Linked DNA regions of Sus scrofa: all the other regions are linked to region 3. The links are chromatin contacts, called in public Hi-C and HiChIP or PLAC-seq maps. All regions are on one chromosome and are shown on one strand. The core of a region is the stretch at or near the end of the contact, and the rest is flanking DNA. Distances in the headings are between cores, read along the strand shown.

Region 1 (3,553 bases), core at 67-2,566, 370 kb before region 3:
ATAAACATATGTAACTCATGACTAAAGGCGCTGCACTGTTATGCAATGTGAGTGTCAGGGGAACACATTTCCAACCTCATGACTCATGCTTCTGTATTACACATATTATTGGATGTTTCCTTCATTTTCTAGAAATGTGAGCATAAGCGTGTACATCAAAATATCGGCTATTCGAAAGGCGAAAACACAACCATCAGGCTAAGAAGAATCTGTTGACACTGTGTCATTGGGACCACTCTTCGAAGACAGAAAGTTATTCTACCTTTTTAAAATAATGACCAGAGAGACAACTTCCTGCCCAAGGCCAGTTCGCTCGTTGTCACCGCTCCTTTTCCAGAACTGGTTCCTAAACTGCCCAAACAGGGCAGGAGAGCAAAAGCCTTGGCAAGGGGGCCTAAAAATTCCCCAGCCGCAGCCGCACCTACTTTGCCTTCAAGCCAGCTGGGAGAGTTCCCAACTCTGCCCACCTCCTGGGCAGTGGGTCCCTTCTGATAGCCCTTATCCGCCCGTAGCGCCTGGAAGGTGACCTACGGACCAAAGCAGCCCAGTTAGTGGCTCAAGCCGACCCACAAGTACCTCCTCCAAAGGTCTCCCGGTTGCCCCGTGGGTCATCCGGCAGGCGCCCGCGACTACATATCTCTATCGACCAGAGGATTTTCACTGACTTTATTGGCCTCCGACCCCGGTGGGCCCTTTGCCGCCCACCTCCCCACTAGACCAAGCCGGCCCTCCATAACATTAAGCATATTCAAAAACACTGCGGGGCGGCTGTGGGAAGAGGCTTGGCTGGGGAAGCCAGCTTCCCTAGCAGAGTCAGGGTCACTTGCTCTTCGTCTTCTGACTCTCCGTCTTCTTGGGTAGCAGCACGGCCTGGATGTTGGGCAGGACGCCGCCCTGAGCGATGGTCACTTTCCCCAGCAGCTTGTTTAGCTCCTCGTCGTTGCGGATGGCGAGTTGCAGGTGGCGAGGGATTATCCTGGTCTTCTTGTTGTCCCGCGCGGCATTGCCAGCCAACTCCAGGATCTCCGCGGTCAGGTACTCCAACACCGCCGCCAGGTACACCGGCGCGCCGGCGCCCACTCTCTCCGCGTAGTTACCTTTGCGCAGCAGTCTGTGCACTCTGCCCACCGGGAACTGCAGGCCCGCGCGGGAGGAGCGGGACTTGGCCTTTGCTCGCACTTTGCCTCCCTGCTTTCCGCGACCGGACATGTTTACCTCTCACCAAAAACTCCAGCGAGGAGAAAAAAATCCAGCGGTCCGGTTTCTAGTAAGGAAATGCGACGTATCACACCGGAACTGCCTCTACCAACACTTTGCTGACGCTAGTCAGAGCCTTCCCATTGGGCGCCGCAACATCCTCAGTTTAGGTGACCAATGACAGGCAGGCTCCGCTCCCAATTAGCGCGCTCTGCTGGCAGAAGGACCGCCTTTTCCAGCTCTCTCCAATCAGATGAGCAAATCCCTAGTCCTCATTTACATAATCACCCACCTGAAAATCTGCACCCGACTGCTCAGCGTATAGGGTTTCCACTGAATTTGTTGTATCCTGAGGTTTCAGCGTCCCGGCTGGCTCCCAGGAAAAGAACGTCTTAAGAATTAGGGAGGCACAGTTTGAAACATGCAGACGGAGAGTTACTCCACCCACAAGTACGAGATGCTCAAGGGAGAAATTCTAGTAATTAAGGTCGCAGGGTATGCCCGAAAATTTTAACCGAATGTCATTATTAACACTATTTTTCTTTTTATTCTTGTAAGTAAGATAAATCTCTTAACTTGAAAAATATGCTAACCTTGATTTATTTCTTTCTATTTCTTTTTTGGCCCCCCATGGGTATATGGAATTCCCTGGCCAGGGATCAGATCCCAGCTACACGTGCCACCTAAGCGGCAGCTGCAACACCACCTGGATCCTTAACCCGCTGTGCGAGCTGGGGATCAAATCTACTACCCGATGCTCCCAGGACACCGGGAATCCCATTTTGCCACAGCAGGAACTCATAACCTTGATTTCTTAGTCTTAGTAAATACTTAAAAACAAAAAAACAGCACCTCAACCTATTTTACCATTACAAGAATCCTGACACTTCAAGACTTTTCTTCCCTCAAATCAGAGATTAAAATCATGTAGTACAATATAACCTTTGAGGATTTTTTTCCCCCAGATACCCAGTGTTCTGAGGGTTCTGTTAATCCCGTGTGTGTGTGTGCGTGTGTCTTTTTGCCTTTTCTACGGCTGCACCCGCGGGATATGGAGGTTCCAGGCTAGGGATCTAATCGGAGCTGTAGCTACTGGCCTACACCACAGCCACAGCAACGTGGGATCCGAGCCGCATCTGTGACCTTCACCACAGCTCACGGCAACGCCAGATCCTTAACCCACTGAGCAAGGCCAGGGATCGAACCCTCAGCCTCACGGTTCCTAGTCGGATTCGTTAACCACTGCACCACCACAGGAACTCGTGTTAATCCTTCTTTAACAACAATAACAGCACCTTTTGTGCTATGGAGATGGGTAAGGATAGGTAAATAATAAGCATTTAATTATATGTAAGTATTTACCCTAAAGCTTTGCTGCTGGAAAGGCTTATTTGTCAGGAGTAGGGACAGCGAGCACAATTTACTAAAGTATTTGTCGCTCGAGGTATTAAGTGCCTGGAAAATAGTTATGAATCATCCTTCAAATACTGATGCCTTTTATCTCAGTAAAATCTTTCGGAAGACTGCTGTCTCCTAGATTGTTTTCGTTTTTGCTCAGGGATTGTCTTAAAAGTATTGAGAGACTTCTGATTGGGGTTCTGCGGTATAAAGCATTACTTAAATCCACGATCATGGTATCCATTATTTTTTGAATTTTTAAGTGGGAGATTTGAGAAACTTGAATTTTAATAAGAACATTATAAAATACTTCCACTAATTATAGAAACAGTTATTCAGTTGAAAAGCAAAAAACTCACTTGGGGTGGAGGGGGCAGAAGAGGTAGTAAAATCTGCAAATTGCTTAGAAGAAGTTGCAAGGGGAAAGTCTGAGGGAGCAGGCACATAGGATGAGACCTGTTAGCTATTTTGAAGGAATATTAATTCTTTCTCCATGGGGCCACAAAAGAGAAAAAAAGAACCACTAAAAGATGTCCTCCTCCCCAACTAGTGACTTTAAAACATCCACAGGTGTAAAGCAAGAGATTTGAAATTTAACAAGAAATAAAGCATTCGTGGTTCTTATTGATTTTCACATTGATCTGGGAATGGTGTCATCAGAGAAGGCATTCCATTTGGAAAACTATAGAATTAGAATTCCTGCCCACCCACCAGAGACAGAGACAGAGACACCGGGGCGGGCAGGGTGGTGGAAAGAGGGAAGGGAAACCCAGCGTGCATTGGATCTGGCCTGTTATTCAAGCGCTGAGAAAAAGCAAGGTATATTCTATTGAGTCTCCTCATTTTCTTGACAAAAATAACAAAAAGCTTGCCCCAAAGAGCGAACAGAAAATTTGGCAGAGAAGGAATAAAAATCTCCCAGGGCCCATAACTCTTCCCACTTTCTTGAGGTTTTCAA
Region 2 (3,737 bases), core at 1,115-3,614, 270 kb before region 3:
CCTAGTGGTGAATCTAGGCAACCACAGTTCTAGACTAGTCCTGTCACTCCCAGGGGACTTGATTAAGGCAAAGAGCACAGACAGGAACTGCTTCTCAAACCATTTGTGGTCCTGTTTTGGGTCATAGTGAAGAACGATCTTTATTTAAAACATGGTTTTTATTATGCTTTTTGATCCCACAAAAGCCGCAAACAGGTGGCACCAAAGGAGATGATGATTCCAAGGGCTTCCTTGTACCTCCCCTTCCTTGCTTCTCTTCTCCACTGCAGTGGGCATTGCATCACCTGGGGAACTTAAAAATGTATAGATTATTGGCCTTTGCCCTTGGAACAACTGGAACATACTTATGCTAAACGAATCATGCATTATCTGAAATTCAAGTTTACCTGAGTGTCCTGGATTTGTATTAGCTAAATCTGAGGACCCTAATAAGGCCCCTTCACAAATCAATTAATTCAGAATCTCCTGAAATCGTAACTTTTGTGAACACTGCTCCGACAATTGCACCATCAGGCATGGTTGAAAACTAATTTCATAGAGCCTCGCTCTCGTTTAGAGTTACTGGCCTCTTACTCACTGAGCTCCGATATTTATTGCCCTTCCCAAAATAAACCCTGCAAATGTCTGGAAAGCATTTTGTATCTCCCATCAACCTGACCTCATCAAAACCAGTACCACCATTTTTATTAGTTTAGGGCTGAAGGGAAGGGTGAGGCAAGGGAGTGCAGGTGGCTGTGACTGAGAGAGGCTACAGGGAACTGAGCCATCCCATCCTCTTTGTCAGAGTTGAGATTTTTTTTTTCTTTTTTGCTTTTTAGGGCCACGCGCATGGCATATGGATGTTCCCAGGCTAGGGGTCCCTTCGAAGCTGTAGCCGCTGACCTATGCCTTAACCCATTGGGAGAGGCCAGGGATCAAACCTGAAACCTCGCGGTGGTTCCTAGTCAGATTGTTTCCACTGTGCTTTTGGAACTCCTTTGTGTTTTTTTGTTTGTTTTTTGAGATGTTTTAAAACTATTCTCCCATCCCTGAACAGAATAAGATAGGATACAGCCCCCTGAGTTAATCTGCCTTGTCTGCCTTTCTAGGTCTATCTGCTTGTCAAAAACTGCTGGGAGGAAGATCCAGAAAAGAGACCAGACTTCAAGAAAATTGAGAATACGTTGGCCAAGATATTTGGGTATTGCTGAAATTTTTACTTTTCCTCACTAATTTCAGACTTTTCTAATAATAGTTGATACTCAGTGGCAGCTAAGTGTGAGAATGTCTTTTCTAATGAAAAATCTCAGACTGCAATTCCCCTCAAAAGAATTAAAGTGATCCAGAGACTAACAGACGATTTTTCTCAGGGAAATAATCACTTGAAAAGTTAAGAATTCGAGGGCAAAACTTGCCTGATTAGAAACTAAATTCCGACTGATCACAAATATATCTGTTAAGGAGTTCCCGTCGTGGCGCAGTGGTTAACGAATCTGACTAGGAACCATGAGGTTGTGGGTTCGGTCCCTGCCCTTGCTCAGTGGGTTAAGGATCCGGCGTTGCCGTGAGCTGTGGTGTAGGTTGCAGACGCGGCTCGGATCCCGCGTTGCTGTGGCTCTGGCGTAGGCCGGTGACTACAGCTCCGATTGGACCCCTAGCCTGGGAACCTCCATATGCCGTGGGAGCGGCCCAAGAAATAGCAACAACAACAACAACAACAACAAAAGACAAAAGACAAAAGAAAGACAAAAAAACAACAACAACAACAACAACAAATATATCTGTTAAAAATAGAGTTCCCTGACACTTCTGCTGGTGATTAGGATTTAGAAGTCTAGTATGAATCATGGAAATCTGCAGAGCCCCTGGATAATTCTTAAGATCCCCAAGTTTCTTAAATTTTTAAAATCTTTTTTTTTTGGTGGTGGTTGTTGTTTTTTATGGCCACACCCATTTCATATGGAGAGTCCCAGGCTAGGGATCAAATTGGAGCTGCAGCTGCAAGCCTACACCACAGCCACAACAACATGGGATCCTAGTTTCATCTGTGACCTACATGACAGCTCAGGGCAATGCCAGATCCCCAGTTCACTGAGTGAGGGCCAGGGATTAAACCCAAGTCCTCATGGATCCTAGTTGGGTTCATTACTGCTGAGCCACAAGGGGAACTCCCTAACAATTTTAAAATCCTAAAATCTGAAACTTTGACCTTAAGCACTTAAGACTGGAGCCATGAATCAGATTATAATTTGGGATCAAAAAAAATAGCACACAATTATCCAATAAGATTAAGTTTTAGATTTCTCATGTTTTCAGTTAGATACAATGCAGGGTGAGAAAAACAGCTCTGAGGTTAAGAGTTAGGTGATCCAGTTTCTAGACTAGGGTCTAATAATAGCTTGTTGGACTTTGGACAAGCCACTTACCCTAACTGGGTGTCAGTTTTGTTGCCAGTAAAATTGGAATGAACAAGATGATTTCTGCAGTTTCTTCCAGCTCTAACTTCTGGAGGTTCTCATTAAGTCAAAGACACAGATATTTAATGAGGCTAAAAAAAGTCCAGGGCTGAGATGAGGGGGAGTGAAGGCAATGAAAATGTGGCCATTGAGTGATAAATCTAAACCATCATTTGTAAGAAAAGGAGCGAGAAATAATAAATGGAATTATAAATGATTCCATTCTTATCCCTTTTCATTTCTTCGCAGATAAGATTGTATATGTGACAGACTGGGACACAGGTTTATCCCCAGTCTGGCATTGCCACAGCTGTCGCTAAGGTCGAAACTGTGGCTCGGATCTGATCCCTGGCCGGGGAGCTCCATATGCCGAGGGACAGCCAAAAAAAGAAAAAAAAAGATTGTATGTGTGACAGATGAAATGTAAGCTCATGAAGACAAAACTGGGCTCCTGATATTTAGCCTTTAATAGGGTGACTTTCAACTTGGCTGTACATTGTGATACCTGGGGAGATTTTTAAAATACTGTTGCCAGAATCATACCCTAGAGAGTCTGTTGTAATTGATCTGGGCACAGGCTGGCTTCAGGAGTTTAAGTAAGCTCCTCAAGTGATTAAAATACACAGCCAAGGTTGAGGAAACTGTTTTAATTGAATCAATTCATCATGAAGTAAAATAATTCATCTTCAGCCCTGACACCTGCTCCCTCACTCTTTCTACCCAGTGAGACTCCATAATGGTGTCTGGTAAGAATCTCCTAGGGAACTTGTTAAAAAATTCTCTTAATCCCAAGCCTAGCAGTTTCCAATCATAGAGATGTGTGATAGGACTCAGAAATGCTTTGTGTTGTTTTTTTTTGTTTGTTTGTTTGTTTGTTTGTTTTGTTTTTTTTTTATGGCTGCACCAGTGACATGTGCAAGTTCCTGGGCCAGGGATTGAACCCCTTCCTCAGCTGTGACCTACACCACAGTGCCTGGCGGGGGTTGAACAGCGCCTCCACAGCGACCCAAGCCACTGCCATCGGATTCTTAACCCATTGTGCCACAGTTGGAACTCCAGAGATGTGTTGGATTTTTAACAAACATCCCACCCACACCAAAGGAGATGACGATGTAGTCTGTTTTTTCGAGTACAAAAGTGGTCACTTTTAATTGCTGTGATGATGATATGATATGGTGTGGTTTATTCATCCCCTTCAACTCTGTTGTTTCCAAATCTCACAACAGTTGTACGAGAATTCCATGTGCCTCCCGCCTGGGCTCTGCACCAGGCATGTCATAGGATCACAAAAAGCAGGCATCT
Region 3 (3,425 bases), core at 789-3,288:
TACAAACCAAAATACTTCACTTTCACAGAGGGAACCATGCCCTACGATAAAAGTTCTTTTCTTAACCTAAATATGTATGCGTATTCAGATAAACATATACATACACACAGATACAGAAAATACAACATATTTCCATCTCTAAAACACCTGCAACAATGTCTAGAGGGTGGTGGAGTATGCTGGATAACCACCCCCAAAGCATACAAGGGGAAAGATTACACAGTATCCCTCTAAATATATTTCTGGGTAGGAGACTTCAGAGGTCTGTAAATCATATCAACAACAAATGTTCTGTTGAGAAAAAAAAGAATTGTTCCTATCACTGCATTCTACCTCCTATGTGATGTCATTTTTTAAAAATTCAGCAACCAAAAGTTCAATTGCATCTACTTAGTACTTCTCAACAGTGCTTTAAGCAATAAAGGCCCTAAACCAACCAAGATTACAAAGCAACAGCCACTTCTTCGTTTGACAGGTGACTGACTTAGAGTTACATAACCAACCAAGAAAAACAACTGTTATATATACAAACCACAGATAAAGTTTATGACAACCATTTACAAGTTTTCAGTCCAGTAAGAAATAATTTGCACAACAGTAAAATTATATCAAATTGTATAAAACTTCTCCCAGAGGCTCATATAAGATTCAAATATAATGACACTAACATTTTAAACTAAAATAATAAGTAGCACACTTATAACTACTTCTTTAAGAAACTACTTCTTTTAAGAAACTACTTCTTTAAGAAACCAGGAACACACAATTTTAAAAAATCAAACACAATTTTATCTTATATGTATAAATGACATTTTTTTAATCAACTGTTTTCTTGATGGTTCACGATGTCCTAATAAAGGCCTCAGTGTAGTTGAGAGTTCTTTGCAGAATTCTTTAACAGAAAAATGTATCAAGTTTTAGTGTTCTATTTCACATATCATTACAAACAAAACGCTAAGAAAATGACTTAATTTTAAAAGTCAGAGTAATAAAAATAATCTAACTGCAGCGGTAATGGACAAGTGACAGGGAGAGAAAAAATGTGAAACTCAAATGCATGAAAGATCAAAAGTACACACTGATTAAAACTTCACTAAGGATCAAATATTTTTAAAAAATAAATACGCAAGTAGATTGAGGTTTCCTTTCAAACGTTATATAAGTTCTTCCAAAGCTCCTTGCCTTCATATTTCCAAAATTCAAACTGTTTCCATTTTGAAAACATTCCATAACAGGACTGGTAAAAATAGGGTTAAAAATGTATTTGCAAATATGCAGTTCAAATAAATGCACTTCCCGTGATAACACCACTAGGTGCTGATCTTTATCTCCCTAAATATACAATTGAATCCAGCACTGTCCCAAAAGTGAAATTAAAATCGAGAACCACAAGTGGGCAATCATTTTTACAGAAAACTAAGTACACAGCTTCTCAAAGAATCGGAGAAATATCATAAAAAAGTCTGAGGTCGGTACAGGAATACAACATAAGAGAAACGTTTTTCTTGAAAAGTGAGGGAATTTAAGCGTAACAAAATGAAACCCCTCAAGAATGAGGAAAATTAAATCTAGAACCCGAATGGCGTCCAACAAGAACATTAGATCTTGAAAATGAATATTGCGCTTGCGCAGCCACCGCCCCGCCAGCTGCACAACTGCAGCTAGAGCCCGACCCCGCAAGATCACGTGCTCCCATGCAGCGTCCGCCCGCAGCTCCGCAACCGCGCAGGCGCAACACAACTCCCGCAGCCGCCATAATGCGGTCTTGACTCTTCAGAAATACAATAGTAATTTAAGAAAATGTTGTTCTATCAGCCCAAGGGACTCAAAGATACCTTTTGGGGCGGGAGATGAGGGAGGGGGAACCAAGTTCCTTCCTACAGAGTCGCCCGGCGCAGCCGTCCCCTCCGCTGCCGCCTCAGTCTCGCGCGCTTCAGTCTCCGCGCCGCGCCGCGCCGCGCCGCCGCCGCCGCCGCCGCCGCCTCCGCAGATTCAAAAACAAACCCGCTTCTCCCTTGCACGCGCCGGGGCCGTTATGCAAATCATTATAGGCGGGGCTCAGTGGTCGTAATATTGGCCACGCCCACTGTGCTTTCATCCAATAGGCTCACGGAATGGCCGTTCCCCATGCAAATCTTCTGGTTTTTTATTTGAATGAGAAATATTGGCCCCGCCTCCCGCCGTGGAAAAGAGAAGGAAGTCTGAGGTGGTGGCGCTGCGCCTCTGTGTTGCAGTGAGGTGTGTATTATGAGTGGAGCTTTGCTCAACTAGTGAGTAGTACTTTGTGAGCGCCCTCTATGAGCCTTAGAAAAGAAGGAAGGAAGGAAATAAGTGGGTGAAAGTTAAAAAGCTGAGGAAAAGATTTTCAAAAAAGGCTGGAGCATGTTGATTTATCATTTGTGTTAGCTTACAAAATATACTTTAAACTGTTTAAGTCATGAGGGAATGGCGCAAACACATCTTTTCTTTCCGTTGTTCTGTGTCAGAGCAAGCGCTTCTAGTCATACCCTTCCACCAGAAGTTGTATCCCTGTTATACAGTTTTATAATTGGGAGCCAACAAGTAATGAAGGCCACAAGGTGTAATGAAGAAGATGCAAGTATATTTGTTGGAAGATCTAGGCTCACGTCCAGCTTACATACCTGTTTCTTGGAATAAGTGTTTTACTCAATTTTCTCATGCCTGTAATTCAAATGGTTTGAGAGGGCAAAATGGTAGGATAACCCGTAAATGTGTTTTGCAAAGCAAAACAGCCTGAGAAGTAGATCGAGAGGATTTTAATATCACTTCTCTCTGAAATTAATCTACTCATTCAATATTTAATTAGCAATTCCTGTGTTCCAGACCCATATTAGGTGCCTGTCCTCAAGCAGTCTATTACAGTGGAGAAGACAAAAAAGTAAACAGGAAGAATTTGTAAGTAATAAGAAATCAGTATATGGTGGTTAATTATTTTTATAATTTGGGTCCTTCAACTTAGAAATACTGCCTGGCTTTTAGGAGAAACCCCTCATCCATAGTTAGAGAATCAGCAGTGCCTTCCCAGAAGAGGTCATCACTAACATGAGAATTGATTTAATAGGGTTCCCTTGTCTAAAAGTTGGATTTTATTGTAAGAACAAACAATGAGGAATAATTTAAAAGGTTTTAAGTTAGGAAATAACACAATTAGATTTTCATTGCTTAATTGCTAAGCTTTGTAAAGTCCTTGGTACTGAACATAGTACATGGGTGCACAAAAAGTTACAAATAGAGGCTCAGTTATAACAAAGTATGTATTATAATTTATTTTGTACATAGTGCTCAATTATAAGTTAGATGTTCAATACCAATATTTAAAATTCCATTCTATAATTAGAGAAATGGGATTGGAAGAAGGTTTCATTCATTAGGTTTCTCCTTGACTTCTATAAGCACATACAAAG

The links. Hi-C and Micro-C count contacts between places; a contact is called where the count stands out from the background. HiChIP or PLAC-seq counts read pairs in DNA pulled down with a chosen protein or histone mark.
Region 1: a contact with region 3 is called in a Hi-C map of heart right ventricle, with 4 times the contacts expected there. The contact joins the promoter of LOC100625850 here to the promoter of ATF7IP in region 3. A contact is called at or near these places in 1 of 5 promoter capture datasets (fetal liver) and 2 of 47 Hi-C or Micro-C datasets (embryonic fibroblasts and heart right ventricle).
Region 2: a contact with region 3 is called in an H3K27ac HiChIP or PLAC-seq map of skeletal muscle. The contact joins the enhancer-like site here to the promoter of ATF7IP in region 3. A contact is called at or near these places in 1 of 5 promoter capture datasets (liver), 6 of 47 Hi-C or Micro-C datasets (embryonic fibroblasts, fetal skeletal muscle, psoas muscle and 2 more) and 1 of 2 datasets of contacts at active chromatin or transcription factors (skeletal muscle).

Annotation. Positions count from the first base shown.
Region 1 is chr5:57,776,357-57,779,909 of Sscrofa11.1, forward strand. It overlaps LOC100625850 (histone H2A.J), which reads right to left and starts at 1,317. Exons shown (of 1, transcript XM_013997814.2): 1 at 652-1,317. The coding sequence starts at 1,209. The coding sequence ends at 820.
Region 2 is chr5:57,882,342-57,886,078 of Sscrofa11.1, forward strand. GUCY2C (guanylate cyclase 2C (heat stable enterotoxin receptor)) reads left to right here. Exons shown (of 27, transcript NM_214105.1): 20 at 1,089-1,180. Among named protein-coding and RNA genes, the nearest start is that of GUCY2C, 62 kb to the left of the region's middle. Within about 2 kb of position 2,365, at least 3 of the 83 cell types and tissues checked have an H3K27ac peak or open chromatin away from gene starts, as enhancers often do. A contact at or near this core is called in skeletal muscle, where this site is marked.
Region 3 is chr5:58,147,942-58,151,366 of Sscrofa11.1, forward strand. ATF7IP (activating transcription factor 7-interacting protein 1) reads right to left here and starts at 2,039. Exons shown (of 15, transcript XM_003126462.5): 1 at 1,836-2,039.